Linked DNA regions of Mus musculus: region 1 is linked to region 2. The links are chromatin contacts, called in public Hi-C maps. All regions are on one chromosome and are shown on one strand. Each heading gives the region's core, a stretch centred on a gene start, on an enhancer-like site or on the middle of the called end of the contact. The rest is flanking DNA. Distances are from core to core; before and after follow the strand shown.

What was found. A called contact is a pair of places that touch in the nucleus more often than the background predicts.
Region 1: a Hi-C map of bone marrow-derived macrophages shows a contact between it and region 2, with 9 read pairs. The contact joins the enhancer-like site here to the promoter of Cobll1 in region 2. A contact is called at or near these places in 1 of 484 Hi-C or Micro-C datasets (bone marrow-derived macrophages), 2 of 115 datasets of contacts at active chromatin or transcription factors (embryonic stem cells and pancreatic cancer cells) and 1 of 9 other capture datasets (embryonic stem cells).

What each region holds. Positions count from the first base shown.
Region 1 is chr2:66,152,633-66,159,689 of GRCm38.p6, forward strand. No RefSeq gene overlaps it. Among named protein-coding and RNA genes, the nearest start is that of Galnt3, 31 kb to the left of the region's middle. Within about 2 kb of position 5,774, at least 9 of the 459 cell types and tissues checked have an H3K27ac peak or open chromatin away from gene starts, as enhancers often do. A contact at or near this core is called in bone marrow-derived macrophages, where this site is marked.
Region 2 is chr2:65,235,164-65,241,975 of GRCm38.p6, forward strand. It overlaps Cobll1 (Cobl-like 1), which reads right to left and starts at 3,628. Exons shown (of 14, transcript NM_177025.6): 1 at 3,200-3,628. The coding sequence starts at 3,276. It overlaps Gm13594 (a long non-coding RNA gene), which reads left to right. Exons shown (of 2, transcript XR_001783320.2): 1 at 1-2,919; 2 at 4,343-5,033.

The DNA.
Region 1 (7,057 bases), core at 4,524-7,023, 920 kb after region 2:
TTTGTGTCTAAGATATATTTATTTCAAGTCAACAGACTCTGTTTACATTTTCTCCCTGGCTTTATTTCCATGGCTGGACATGAAATTAGTGCTCACTCTCAGAAGCCATTGGTTTGAGGAACTAGAAGAAGCAGAGGAGTTAGTGATCTCAAACAGGGGTAACACAGTAGCTAAGCATCCAAACTGGGAACACTTACAGAGCTGTAAACCATGTTATCAGCCATTCACCACATAACTGACCATTTCAGCTATATTCATTGGCAGTTCTACTCTACATTTATCTGACATGTTTCAAAACTCTTAGCTTAAGATAGTAGTAGGCTGGCAGGAAATTTTTTTTACCTGTTTTAATCACATAAGGTTACAGTGAATATGAGGTACATGTAAGCTACATGGGAGATTTTTTTTTTTTTTTTTTTTTTTTTTTTTTTTTTGGTTTTTCGAGACAGGGTTTCTCTGTGTAGCCCTGGCTGTCCTGGAACTCACTCTGTAGACCAGGCTGGCCTCGAACTCAGAAATCCACCTGCCTCTGCCTCCCAAGTTCTGAGATTAAAGGCGTGTGCCACCACTGCCCGGCTTGGAGATATTTATTATTTATTGAAACTACTATCAACACTATTCACAGGCCAATCTTTAATATGTCAATAGTTAAGTGCTGTGTTTAAGGAATGGAAGATGATGAGGAAAATCTAACTATTGTATACAATTTATTTGGCAAAAATGATTGATGCCTTTAAAATTGTATTGTCTCCATATTAATATAGCTGCTGTTTTACTGGTTCACCTCTATGTGAAAAAGACCTTGGCTGTGGACTGTGGTCTAGAGAAGCCACAAGGAGAGCTGTGGCTCTTAGCCCTCCCCACATGTTAGAGTTACCTGGAGAACTGGCTTTTGATTCATTCTGTACAGATTCAGTCTGTAATCTGTGCTAGAGACTAAGAATTTACATTTCAGGAAAGGTCTTGGCTCAGGGACCACCCCTTTAAAATTAGTGAAACACATCTATTCTATTAAATTTGGACCCACAAAATCTAGGTGGTATCAAATAATATCCATTGATTAATTATTGACACAACAAAACCGGCGATTTTGAAAGGCATCAATTTCATTTTTAAATGACTGTGTCCCCATAAAAAAGTGAGAGAACAAAAAGATAAGTAAGTTTGAGCTCACTTAGAGATACGAATACTTAAACCTAGACTGGGTGAAGCTCAGTAACAATGGCTTTCAAGGTCAAATCACCTATAAGCTCTCTATGTACATCATGTACTTCACATCGACAATAAACTGGATGATTGTGTCTATACGCCCCTGCACATTAGGAAAAACTGATGCCTTAAGGGATAAGACATAGGGTGGCAAGCATTCTGCCTTGCACAGGTGTAGAACATCCCAAACCAAGAAATCCTGGACAAACCAGGGCGGTGTATGGTCTTAAACAAGAAGGCAACTATTTTCCATAGATGTGCACTGGAAGTCAGAGTGTGGCAAGGTTTCAGGTATGTCCTTCAGGGTTACTGGGTGGGCTTCCACCCCTGCTATTCATCCATAGTCCTGAGAGATGCTTACTCTGTGTTCTCAGCAAAACAAGCAGAACTAGAACCTGTACATGATATAATATCTTATATTTACAGTAGAGGAAGCTGGTGTCTGGAATGGACTGGTTAATCAAGAAGACCTTTGACATGACTTTTGAAGATTGTCTTTGAGAATGAAACAGATTATTTTGTTCTTTAAATTAGAAACCCTAATATTTGAGAAACTAAGGTGTCTTTCGCAAAGAGATCACATTTCAAATTGTTGGTAATGAATGATAAAATAAATAAACTGTAATAATGTGTTTGTTGTTTTCCAGAACAGTTGATTCCACTAGAGAAGAAAGCATGGGATAAGCCAAACTCTAAAGATGTATAAACATTGATAAGCAAGTGAGATTTTGTCAGGCATACCCAATATGAAAGCAGAACATATGGGTGTGAATATGAGTAGGAAGGATGGGCGGATCACTCACTGTATGCTAAATATGAAGTGCGTGTGACACAGCAGTCATGTTAAAGAAATTGTGAAGTTCTACATGGTAAGAACTCACGGGGTGTGTGTGTGTGTGTGTGTGTGTGTGTGGCAGGGGCGGAGGAGTCTTAGCCACTTGGGAAAGGTGGGTTTCTTGATGGCTCATTCCTGAACCCAATTCTACTGGAAATTATGGTTGGTTAAGGAGAGACACTCAGATGGGAACAAACAGTTAAAGGAAATCTGTGGACTCAAAGCAAGGAATCACTGTGAGCTGATAATGGGGAAATCAGAGACAAATTAGGGAAAAAAGATCACTAAGTAAAAGAGTGCCCAGGAGACATTTGGGAAGCTCACAGATTAGAGGCCAGGTGGGACAATAGGTTGCTTTTGACCAAAGTGCTTGTGTCTCAATGCCTTTAGCAACACTGATTCTGTGTTACACCTGTCCTTATCACCATTATGTCTATTATTTAATGTAATCTGCCTCATTTTGAATAACTATATGCATTATCTTATGTTATGTGCAATATCGTAAGGCAGGTGTAATGAGACCAATTGTGTGTGTGTTTGTGTGTGTGTGTGTGTGTGAGAGAGAGAGAGAGAGAGAGAGAGAGAGAGAGAGAGAGAGGTGTTGGGGGAGAGGAGCAGGTATGCCTTCTCATGCAAGTGTATATGAGCAAGCCCTAAGGGCTTTGAGAAGTGTTTTGAGAAATGGTGCCATTTGAGTAACAGGCATCTGTTTTCTTGCTGAGGTCCTGCCCCAGAGAACGTCATTAATGTGTCTGCTGGACCGGAAGGAACACAGAATTTCACAGAGAATCAAAGCTCTTTTTGATGAGGACATTTGATAAGAAATATCTTGAGCTGTAGTTATGCTGGGATCCTAATTACTGAGAAACAGAAAAGCCATGTGCAGAAGTCTTTCTGTCAGGCAGGCCTAACACTGCCAGACTTGTTTTCTCATTCGTTCACTCGCTGAATCTCAGAGACATAAACCTTAAAGGCAGGTTTTGAGAACGGGAAACTTTAAAGCCGATCGAAGACAAACTTGATGTTGTGACTGCCGTACCTTTGTCGGTTTTCTCTAGTATGAGAAAAAGGGTAAACCTCACTCACTAAGAGAAAGAACTGAGGATCGTGTTGTGTTTGACACCACATTAGAGATAATAAATATCACTAAATGGCTATGTAGATGGATGCCAGCAAAAGCTTGTGAGACAATTCCTGTGATTATATTGGAGAAGTTTTAATGATGGAAGGGTGGCAATTAAACACAATGGTAAAACGACACGCAGCGACTGATTCGTTGTGCATTTAAATACATTCTGAACGCAAGGCTGAGATGCCTGGGAAGGAGGAGCCTGACAAGCCTGCAGAGAGTCACACAGAAGCTTGAGTTCCTGCTGGACTTGGTGACACAATGTTGCTTATTGCTTAAATCTATTTTCCTGTTATTTGTAGCTAAATGCATTACAGTTGATTCTAGATCAATGGATTTACTTCTAGTGGAGCATATTCTTTACAATAGCTACAGTACGCTTGTCTTTTCCCCCTAGACAATGCTCCACTGTACTAGAAGATTTAGGAAACTCTGTAATTGGAAATTACTCTCCTGAGCCATGCTGGGTGTGGAGCCATTTAAAAGGCAGTGCTGTGGGTGTCCAGAGAGTTTTAACGACTTTTTAGAAAATACCTAGAAAGAAACTTCCTTCCCTTAGTCAGTGGGAGATGCCAGAGACTAGAAATAACTTTTTTTTTTCTTTTTGCTTATGATAGCGACCACTCTCCCTTTGTTTTTGTTCTTGTTCTTGCTTTTGCTTTGGTTTGGTTTTGTTTCCTTTGTTGCCTGTGTGGCTCGTCACTGATCCTCATATACAAATTTATACTTTTCAAATATCTACATTTTAAAAGATATCAGAACTGGTAACAATGCAGTTAATGAGATATATTTTATTTAATTCAATATATCCAAGTTATCGTTTCAAAATTCAATCAAAATTTCACAAGTTCATTTACAGTATTCATTTCATACTGTCTTTCAGATCCTGAATGTATCCTGTACTTCTAGCATATCTCAAGTGTTCAGTAAACAGTATAGGGGTATACATGTATCTTCTCTGTTTCATCCACAGCATACAATACTCAGCACATAATATATAGCAGCAAGCTGCATTGCCTTGCTCTCTGAAGCAGCATTAGACTAGTGTTATTCTTTTCCCAGGTCTGATTTAATTCAATCTTACATGTTTCTAATGCAGAGGTGAGATACCTAATACCTAATACCTTGGTGGGCACAGGGGATGTCATGACCTCATCTGTCCTTAAGGATGTTCTTATTATTCTCTATAGAATGTCACTTTTTTTTTAATGCTATTGGTTAGAAATATTACAGTGCATTCTAGGGATGCTGATCTTTCGACTACACATTGACTGGAAATATAAATGAATCGAGTACTGCTTTTTCCTGGGTCAAGTAGAATAGTTATGCAAGGTACAAACGCTTAGACTAGAATCAAGTCTTTGTTCTTTTCTCTTTAGGTTAAAAGTGTTTTATGTATGGTTACTTAAGTGGCAAGTATCTTAGCAAGTAGATTAAGAGTCCAAACATGTATTATTGTAGAGACCATAAATTTTAATCAAACAAATGATTGTTGTTTTTTAAGGCTGACATTTAGACACCTTTATTAACTTCCTACTCATAGAACAGGAACCATAGCATTGTAAATAGAGCTATTTGTGTAGACCTAAACATATCTTTCCAGTTCATTTTCATTTTTTAAAAAAAAATCCCTTAAACTAGCTACACCCCAGAAGCTTCCCAGCAGAAATCCCATTCCTGGACTCTCCTGCAGCTCAGTGTGTGGCACACTTGATTTCTGGTCAGCAGAGTACATCATAGAAATGTGTCTGCCACTTCTGATAGTAGCCTTAGAGCAGAGGGGAGGGTGCATTTCCTCTGGGCTTTTCTGTGATGGCCAGAATTCAGGCAATAGGCAGAGCTGGGGCAGCCACCATAAACCATACAGTGGGAATGGGACACCAGAGAGAGAAGAGGCCTGGGCTGCTACATTCATGAGAATGTAGTCAGAGCAAAAGTTCTAGCCCACCTACCTAGGCTTACATAGAAAACCAGTTTCTGGTTTCTTTCATTGCTTACTGATATTTATTGTCTGTAACTTGCCACTGAAGCTAACACATGTCTAATCCATAAGAGTTTTAAGAGTTAAGTAGGCTAGCATATGCAGAATGCTTCCTGTTGTGTCTGGCACACAGAAACGCAGGTGCTTGATGCATGACTGCTGTTCCTCAGGATAAAGTACTGCCTTCAAAGGTTACTGTCAGAGTCAAGTGGCAACTGTAAGAGAACATGGTTTCTAATCTGGGAGTTTGAGAAAGCATGGTACGAGTGTTGCTCATCTTCATTAAATTAGTATAGGGGGTTAGCCAACTGCCAGTGATCTACTTAGATCAATCCACTTAATGAAAATTGGATACAGACTTCTTCGCTTTTGCTGGGTTTACTTAGTTTTAGGCAATTATGAATGCCCATAGCCTTGTCCTTACATTTAAAGCTAAGACACTCCTTTGAGTAGTGGAAAGAAAACTGTTAGATCCTGATGAGACTGTGGCCTATGCCATCTGTTTACTTTTAGCTGAACACACTCACGACTACAGGCTGGAGAGCTGGAGAGCTTAGCAGGTTGTGGCATTTGCTGCCAAGTTTGACAAGCTGACTCCAATCCCAGCAACCCACTTGCTGGACGGGAAGAAGCCATTCCTCCAGCTGTCCTCCGACCTCCACACGTGCACCCTGGCACATGCACACAGCCTCAGTAAGTAAGTAAGTAAGTAAATGTATGAAAGCTTTAAAGTGCATCATTCTAAAAAATCACTGTAGTGTTTATGATTAAAATAAATCACAATCTTAAAGGCTTGAAGAAAATCCCTGAAACTCCACTCCAACAATTTAATGAACAAATGATTATAAATAAAGGGTTTGTTTCCTGCATGAAAAGCAGGTTAACATGTTCCCTGCAAATAAAAAGAGGAACGAGGAACAGAAACCATTCCTTGAGGAAGTCCAAAACTTAGCATTCAGACTCGTAGACAGCAGCTGTTTTGCTTTCTTTTCCAAATTAAAACATCTCCCTCACAGTCAGCTATTGGATGGATCACAGGGCCCCCAATGGAGGAGCTAGAGAAAGTACCCAAGGAGCTAAAGAGATCTGCAACCCTGTAGGTGCAACAACATTATGAACTAACCAGTACCCCAGAGCTCTTGACTCTAGCTACATATGTATCAAAAGATGGCCTAGTTGGCCATCACTGGAAAGAGAGGCCCATTGGACACACAAACTTTATATGCCCCAGTACAGGGGAACGCCAGGGCCAAAAAATGGGAATGGGTGGGTAGGGAAGTGGGGGGGAGGGTATGGGGGACTTTTGGGAGAGCATTGGAAATGTAATTGAGGAAAATATGTAATAAAAAAAATTAAAAAAAAACATCTCCTGGATATTTTTTTTAATATAGGTAGATGTTTATCTGTCTCAGTTTTATACCTTCAAGGAAGACATTTATACATTTTTACTATTTCATTAACAGTTGTTAATAAATTATTTGTAAAATAAACAAGACTTCCTAAAATGAGTATAGTTAACAATTTAGCATCATGAGAATAACATTAGGTAATTAAAAAATGCTTAGCAAAACTTCTGACACACAGTTAGTGATGAATAAATAATCAAATGATGGTATTACAATGATGAATAAAATTGACTGAAGCCAGTACATTTTTATTTCTAGAGAAGTGCTTTATTGTGTATTACATATGGCTTTGTATGTAATACTCACCACTGTATTGTTCTGCATATGTATATTCTTCATTATATTGTATGTTTTCATGTTAAAGTCTCCCACTTAGACTGTGTCTTGTGGTGTGTGTAGGCACTGTGTTCTAGCAATCGGGTTGATTGTTAGACTCAGGTCTCCTCTTTACTGGATCTGCCCAGGCAAAATGGAACAAATTTGTTTTTGACTGTCCT
Region 2 (6,812 bases), core at 2,378-4,877:
TGAGGAGGTGAACCAGAAGCCACCGTAAACCCCTGAGGAGGTGTGAGGACTGGAACAAGACCCCTTCACTTCAGGGGTCTTTTCAGCAGGAGTCCATGAGGCAGCCACAACATCTATGCAGATGAGGCCATGTCTCCCAGGTGTCTCACCACCACACTATGTTAAATGTGAGTTAAGTCTATGAAAACACTGAAGAAAAACTTAAACCATCACATTTTTACTTACATATGCAAGCTTACAATTTTTAGAATGTTTCAAAGCAACAGTAACCAAGAGGCCACAGAGTATTTTTTTTTCCTACAATAATGTTATTCCCCTTCCCCCTAACATCTTATGTTACAATATAATAATACCTGTGATTAGGCATTCCTTGAAGAAAAGAGGCCTGTTTAGCACCAGCTACAGAGACTAAAAGCCTGAGCTCAGGGCAGCCCTGTATGTTCACCAGGTGAAGGCTTGCTAGCCGCACCAAAAGGCACAGGTAGCAAAGTAGGAGACCATAAGACATGGAGCAGAAGGCAAGCAGAGAAAGCCAGGCTCACTTTACAACAGTATTCTGTACCCATAACCAACCCACTCCCGTTAATCCCCCTTAATGACCTTGTCACACCTCTTAAAGGCACCGCACCACCAATTCCGTTATGTAGGGGAGGGGGGCAAAGTTTCAAACTTAGGAATCTCCACAAGATCTAAACTATATAAACTATAGAACTCTGTTAACCATTCAGCACCCATATGTTAAAACGTAGATTACTATTACCTTAGTCAGAAGGCATTCAAATCAATTAACACAGTGAGCAGGCACCCCAGACCTCAGGTTTTACTAATTGGCTCAGTAACTCAAGCAAAGAGCTTCCTCCTCCCCACCCCCACCCCCACCCTTGTAAAATATGAAGCTGCATTGATTTGCCCTTCAAATAACCTGTTACAACAGAGTAAACCTTGGAAAATTACAGACAACAGAGGACTTCTTTTGAACAACAATATCCACGGATAAGAACTAAAGTAGGCCTCACCAGCTATTAGGCTATTGAGTCATGATATAATTAGTTCTATAGTAAGGAACCTACCTTCAAAACCAACAATTATATCATATTAGGATTGCACCCTGCACCTCCTAAATACTCTCATTTTCCCACAATTTAAACTTTTTTAAAGGTCTCAATTTTTTTTTTTTTTTTTTTTTTTTAGAAAAAGCAAACACTAATCCTGAATACTCATCAGACATGACAGGCACTTGGAATAGACAAGTGGGAGAGGGCAAGCCACTAGAAGCTCTTTTTTTTTTTCTTAAAAGAATACTATTAGGTATTATGGCAGTTTATTTACAGGAGCATTTTCCCAGATATCTTCCCTGAAGTTTGAAAGGTAAGCACAAAGGTTCTTTAAAATATTTTCCTCTTTAGGGTGCAGTGGTGTATTCCTGTAACCTCAATTTTGGGAGGCAGAAACAAGAGGTAACCCTCAACTATAAATGCAGTTGCAGACCAGCCTAGCCTAAAGGAGTCGCTGCCAAATAAATAAATAAATAAATAAAGTCATCAAGCAATTAAATATATGCATACTTTCAAGGAACTCATTTGTTTAGCCCCCAAGTTCTCAAGCATAAAACCCGGGGTATTCTAGGCTTGTCACTAGAAAGCTCTATATTTCATCACCGAGCTCTCCGGCCTCACCTATTTTGTTTAGAAGAACCGATTCCTGAGCATCTGAGACTGCGTGTTGTGTAAGTGTATTACACAGACACACACGGGAATTCTCTGCTGTTTTCTGAGAGTCTAATTCAGTTTTGTGTGAAAGCTTGTATGACATTAACTTACATTAATCCACAGCTCTGTCTCCAGGCCTTGCTTTACCTCATCCTACCGACACACTTACTCTCCATACGGTAAAAATATATGGAAGGAGACACATTAGTATCTAAACGGTGGAAAGCCGCCCCCCCAAGAAAAAAGTAGCGCTCTACAGCAATAGGGGATATTTGCATGGAGGAGATCGAAATTTAGAGGAAAAAAGAACGAATTCATACACTGCATGTTTCCTCTATGTAAGCATTACACTAAATATCTGTTAGATTAGTCATGTTGCCTTGAGACTCTTCCATGTTTCCTCTAGACAACTGCCAATGCTCGCATGGCCTCTGATGAATAAACATGCTGTGACTTGCTCCTAAGGAAACGCCTGTCATGTTCCAGGGAAAAATGACTTCTTCACTCTTAAACCAGGGGAAAAAAAAAAAAAAGAACGACTTTCATTCATTGCTTACAAAGTCGCCTGTTCCTTAATGTTCCAATTTCCGGAATTTTCATACTCTGCTTAAGGCATTTCTAGGTTCTGATTAACAAAGAAAAAGAGAAACTGGGGGTGCTTTATGGCAAAGAGGCTACATGACAGCAGTGAGGCGGTCTCACCTAGGACAGGGTTGTGTAGCTTGACCATTTACTACGACAAAGGTTATTCTCAAGTTCTCCTTGGCCCTTGCAGGACTACCTGTTCCCACCACTGTTTACCCAAACGTTTAACAGAGTGATGTTTAGCATATTTGGCAGGAAGGCATGCTTCATTTAATATTAACTCACCATGTGACAGCCCCTTCCCTTCCAATCGCTCCTCAAACACGTGACGGTAAAAAAAAAAAAAAAAAAGTATAGGTGTTTGCCAATGCGACTGACTTCGCACTCGGCTTTGGCATCACCAATTGGCCAGAAGCACATACACACACACACCCCCAGTCAGAGGCGAGCACCCCGCCTGCTCCCGGAACTGTCAAGCCGGGCTGACAGCTGGCACACCTTGCTGCGCCCTCCGTGGACTTTCAGGAAGCCCCTTCCTTGCAGTCACCTTGACAGAAACCATCCTCCTGGGCTGGAGCGCTTGGCTGTGGAAACTTTTCCTTCCTTTCCCGGAGCGCGCTTACAGGTGTCGTCCCCCCCGCCGCTACAGAGCCCCAACAAGGGGCCCTTTGTTACCACTTTTGCTCCGGGACTCCTCACCCAACGCCTGCCATTCGCCTGGCCTTCCGTAACCCCGATCGGAAAGCTTGCCCAAAGTACCGAACCCCCCACCCCGACTCGTCCGGGAGGACGCAGTCTCCCGCCCGCGTGTGGGTCGGCCCGGGAGCCCGGCGGCCCCGCGGGGAGCTCGCCTCGGGCAGGTGAAGCGCGCGAGGCCTCGGCGGCCGGGAGGGAGGCTTACTTACCCTGCGGAGCCCGCGGGCTGCATGGCGGGGGTGCGGGGCGCGCTGCGGGGTAGGGGATCCGGGACGCTGCGGTCCATCGCGCTGCTGGCCGCGGCGCGGGCTCGGGCTCGGAGGCGGCGCGTCACTGCTAGGGTGGGAGAGGCCGGCGGGTCAGGGCGGGAGCGGCCGGGCCAAGAGCCCGCCTCGACCCACGGCAGCCAGGGGCGGCCCCGCCTCCCCGGGGCGCTTCCACCTGCCGGTCGGTCCCTGCCCGAGGGCGCCGCGACGACGGCTACAGGTCCCCGCCCCGGCCGCAGCCCGCAGCCAGTCCCGGGCGAAGGGGCGGCGCGCGGCAGCCCGGGCTGTGAAGGAGGAGGAGGAGCGGACCGGGCGCGGGACGGTCGCCACGCCCGCAGTGCTTGGGCTCCAGCGGCCCGCTGCGCACCAACTGAATCCCGTGCAAACTTTTCCGGAGGAGCTGCGAACCACAGCGCCCCCGCCTTCCCAAGCCACTGCCCGCTTTAGGGGACCCGGCCCGTCCAGGCTCCGCTCCTCCCCCGCACGGCTAGCTCGGACGCCCGGAGCGAGCGCGCGGCGGAAAGCGGCCGGCCCCCGGCCGCCGCGCCCGCGCCCCAACTCACCCTGCCCCATGGCCCTGCCGGGAGCCCCGAGCTCGCAGCCGCCTCGGCCACCTCGCTCTGCAGAAGTGAGGGTGACGAGGTCAGCATCGGAGCGAGCAGAGCAGCCAGCCGGAGAGGGGACGGGTAGGGCGAGCGGGCGGGGACGTGGAGCGAGGAGGAATTTCCTACCCCACCCCGCACCCCTCCGCGGAGCACGCGGCTTTTAGGTACCGCGGGGGAGGCCGGTGGAGAGGAAGCGTCTAGGCTGCTCGTTTTAGTCCCCACTGACACTGAGTAGCTTTGGGAAGCCTCGCGAACCCAAGAGGAAGAGTGGGCGGACAGGGAGGCTACCTGGCCAGCAAAACCCCAGGGAGGACCCAAGCTGTAGCGGAAGTGAGGAGAGCTCATGGACCGAGTCCTGCTGATTGACCACCTGCAGTCTGACCTTCGAAGTGCAGGATTTTCTTTTTAACCTTACTGACCCCTACGGTTGCTAGCCCTTAAAAGGCACCTCTGACATTGTGATCTTTTTAATCCCTGGCAGGTTTAAGCTCGTCCAGTCTTCCCAGACATGCCTCTCTTGATGTAAACAGCCAACAGCTGGGATTTGAGGACTGGACGTTCTCATGATGACAGTCTATAAGCTAAGAAAGAACAGCAGAGATTTAGTGGCCTCCTGGAAGTTTCACAGGAATAAAGGAATCTCAGACAGTGCTTGCTTGTTTGTAGTTTCGGTTCCTGCAAGAGTTCTTCTCAGAGGAGACGTGCCACCTGACAACCGGGTGCATATTGTCTCCTTACCCTTAGACCCTTGCCAACTGTTTTAAAGTAAATCATATTGATGAGTCCAAAAGCGAACATCAGGAAATAATGCTAAATTAAAAATATATAAATGGATACCTCAAGTGGCAAATCTGTAGGCATAAAAACATGATGTAGGATAACAAAGGACTTAACATTTTTGGTTCACATTAAAATTAAACTAGTATTTATAACCCGTGCTTAATTAAAGGTTCTTTGTTGCTCATTCATTACAACCACCACCAATAATTTCTGGAACCAAAAGTACTAACTACTACTCCACATAATTGGATTTTGTCTCTTTCCTCTCCCTTGTGGTGAATATGGTCTCAGTACATCTTTGAATATGAAATGGAGGTGAAGATCGTGGTGACTTCTGCGATGACTGTGTTAGAACTCTATCATTAAAAGTTGCTTTTAAATAATTTGACTAATAACGAGGCAATTGTTTGAAATGGATCTGGATTTTAGACTTTAAATAATAACACTGGTTTGACAAGTTCATGAATCCTTTCTGACCGTAAATGGATAAGCAGATTTACAGCTGTTGCATAGACAGGCTGTAAATAGCAAGGAACACTGAAACTACTTAAAGTTTATAACTTTGAATCACAGGATCAAGCACTTAATTAGTTTCAACCTTGATTTATGGCATCCTAGTACTATTATGGATTCCAGTTAGGCTAATCTTTAAGAGATTTTTACAACATTTCGTAACTGCTGAGTGCAATTTTCATGACACCACTTTTCCCTTACATCCTTTTGTTCTTGGGCACCGGGCAGGGTCATACTTTCCACACACTGAAATTGAGCCTACCCAAATGGCTTGCTTGACAAGTGAGATGTTTCATTTCCTGGTAGAATCACGTTAAGGAGAGTGCTGAGCCTGCTGTAACCTACTCTTGTCATCCTGCAGAGATGGGTCAAGATGGAGGTGACACTAAGTTGAAGGATCCTAAATATGTTACACTATTACCCTGAGCACCTCTTCTTGGAGAGGCTCGGGGTTTGCAGCAGAATCCCCCAAAGCACTAATTATCTATTTTGAGATTAAGTCAATAAACTGTTCAGCATCTTTCAGAACCAAGACTATACTTCATATTCTTATACATTACTGTCTATGCTGTAATCTTGTAACTGCATAATTTATCGGCAATGGTAATCATTGTTTTTAAATAACCCCCCTTTTTTTTAACATAATGCTGGAAAACAGCCCCTTCCCAGTCCCTCTGAAAGTTGTCCAAGTCTGTCCAGATGTTGCTCCATTTTCTTGTTTGGAAATCTCCCCTCCAATTTCATCCAATCATCATCAATGCAGGGATTGTCTCAGATATTATCACTTTGGAATAATAGCACGGATAGAAATAGCCCTTTCTCTCTTCAACTGATTTGATTGTTAGGTGGACAACGGCTGCTGCACCTGTTTCAGTTAGCTTTTCATTGCTGTGATCAAAATACCACACAACAGCAGGGGAGTGGGACTGATTTCAGCTCCCAGTTTTAGGGACTTAGAGGTATCTGCTCATCAGGTCAGGAATGGTGTGATGGAGAGCGGCAGTCCATGCATGGTGGCCAGGAAAACGAGAAAGGCATGTGCCAGCACTGGGCTGGCTTCCTCCTTTTTTTCAGGTTTTATTTCCTATGAGCCCTTAACCCAAGAGAAGGTACTGCTCACAACTGGACTGGTTTCCCCACAGCAGTTCATCTTTCTAGAACTGTCCTTGTCCACAGCTCCATGGGTATGGTTTTATTAATCTGGGTGATCTAAGTTCAGGAAAATGGACAGTGACAACTGACTGTTACACAGACTAGGAGGGGTTTGGATAGAAGAGGCTTTGCGCGCACCCTTGTCTTCTAAATGCAGCTCACACCACAGAAGACAGTCTGCAAATATTTGTGGAATAGGGAAATGGAAGAAATCTTAAAGATTTCACTTAAGAGATTTGTTGTGTGACAAAACTTTTCCCCGGGGAGATGCAACACATATCTACTCACCCCAATTAGGAAACCTGAAACAGACCCAAGTACAGATACCACTAAAGTCTGATTTGGTGAACCAATGAGTTTGATTAGGGTTACTTACAGGAGCAGAAATTACTCCAAACACTTGTATCCCAAAAGCCCACCCCATGGAACACACTGAATAGCCTACAGGCAGCTCCACAATTAGGAGATGTCCTTTCTAGGTACGTCAGTTGGTCTAACCCCCTTCC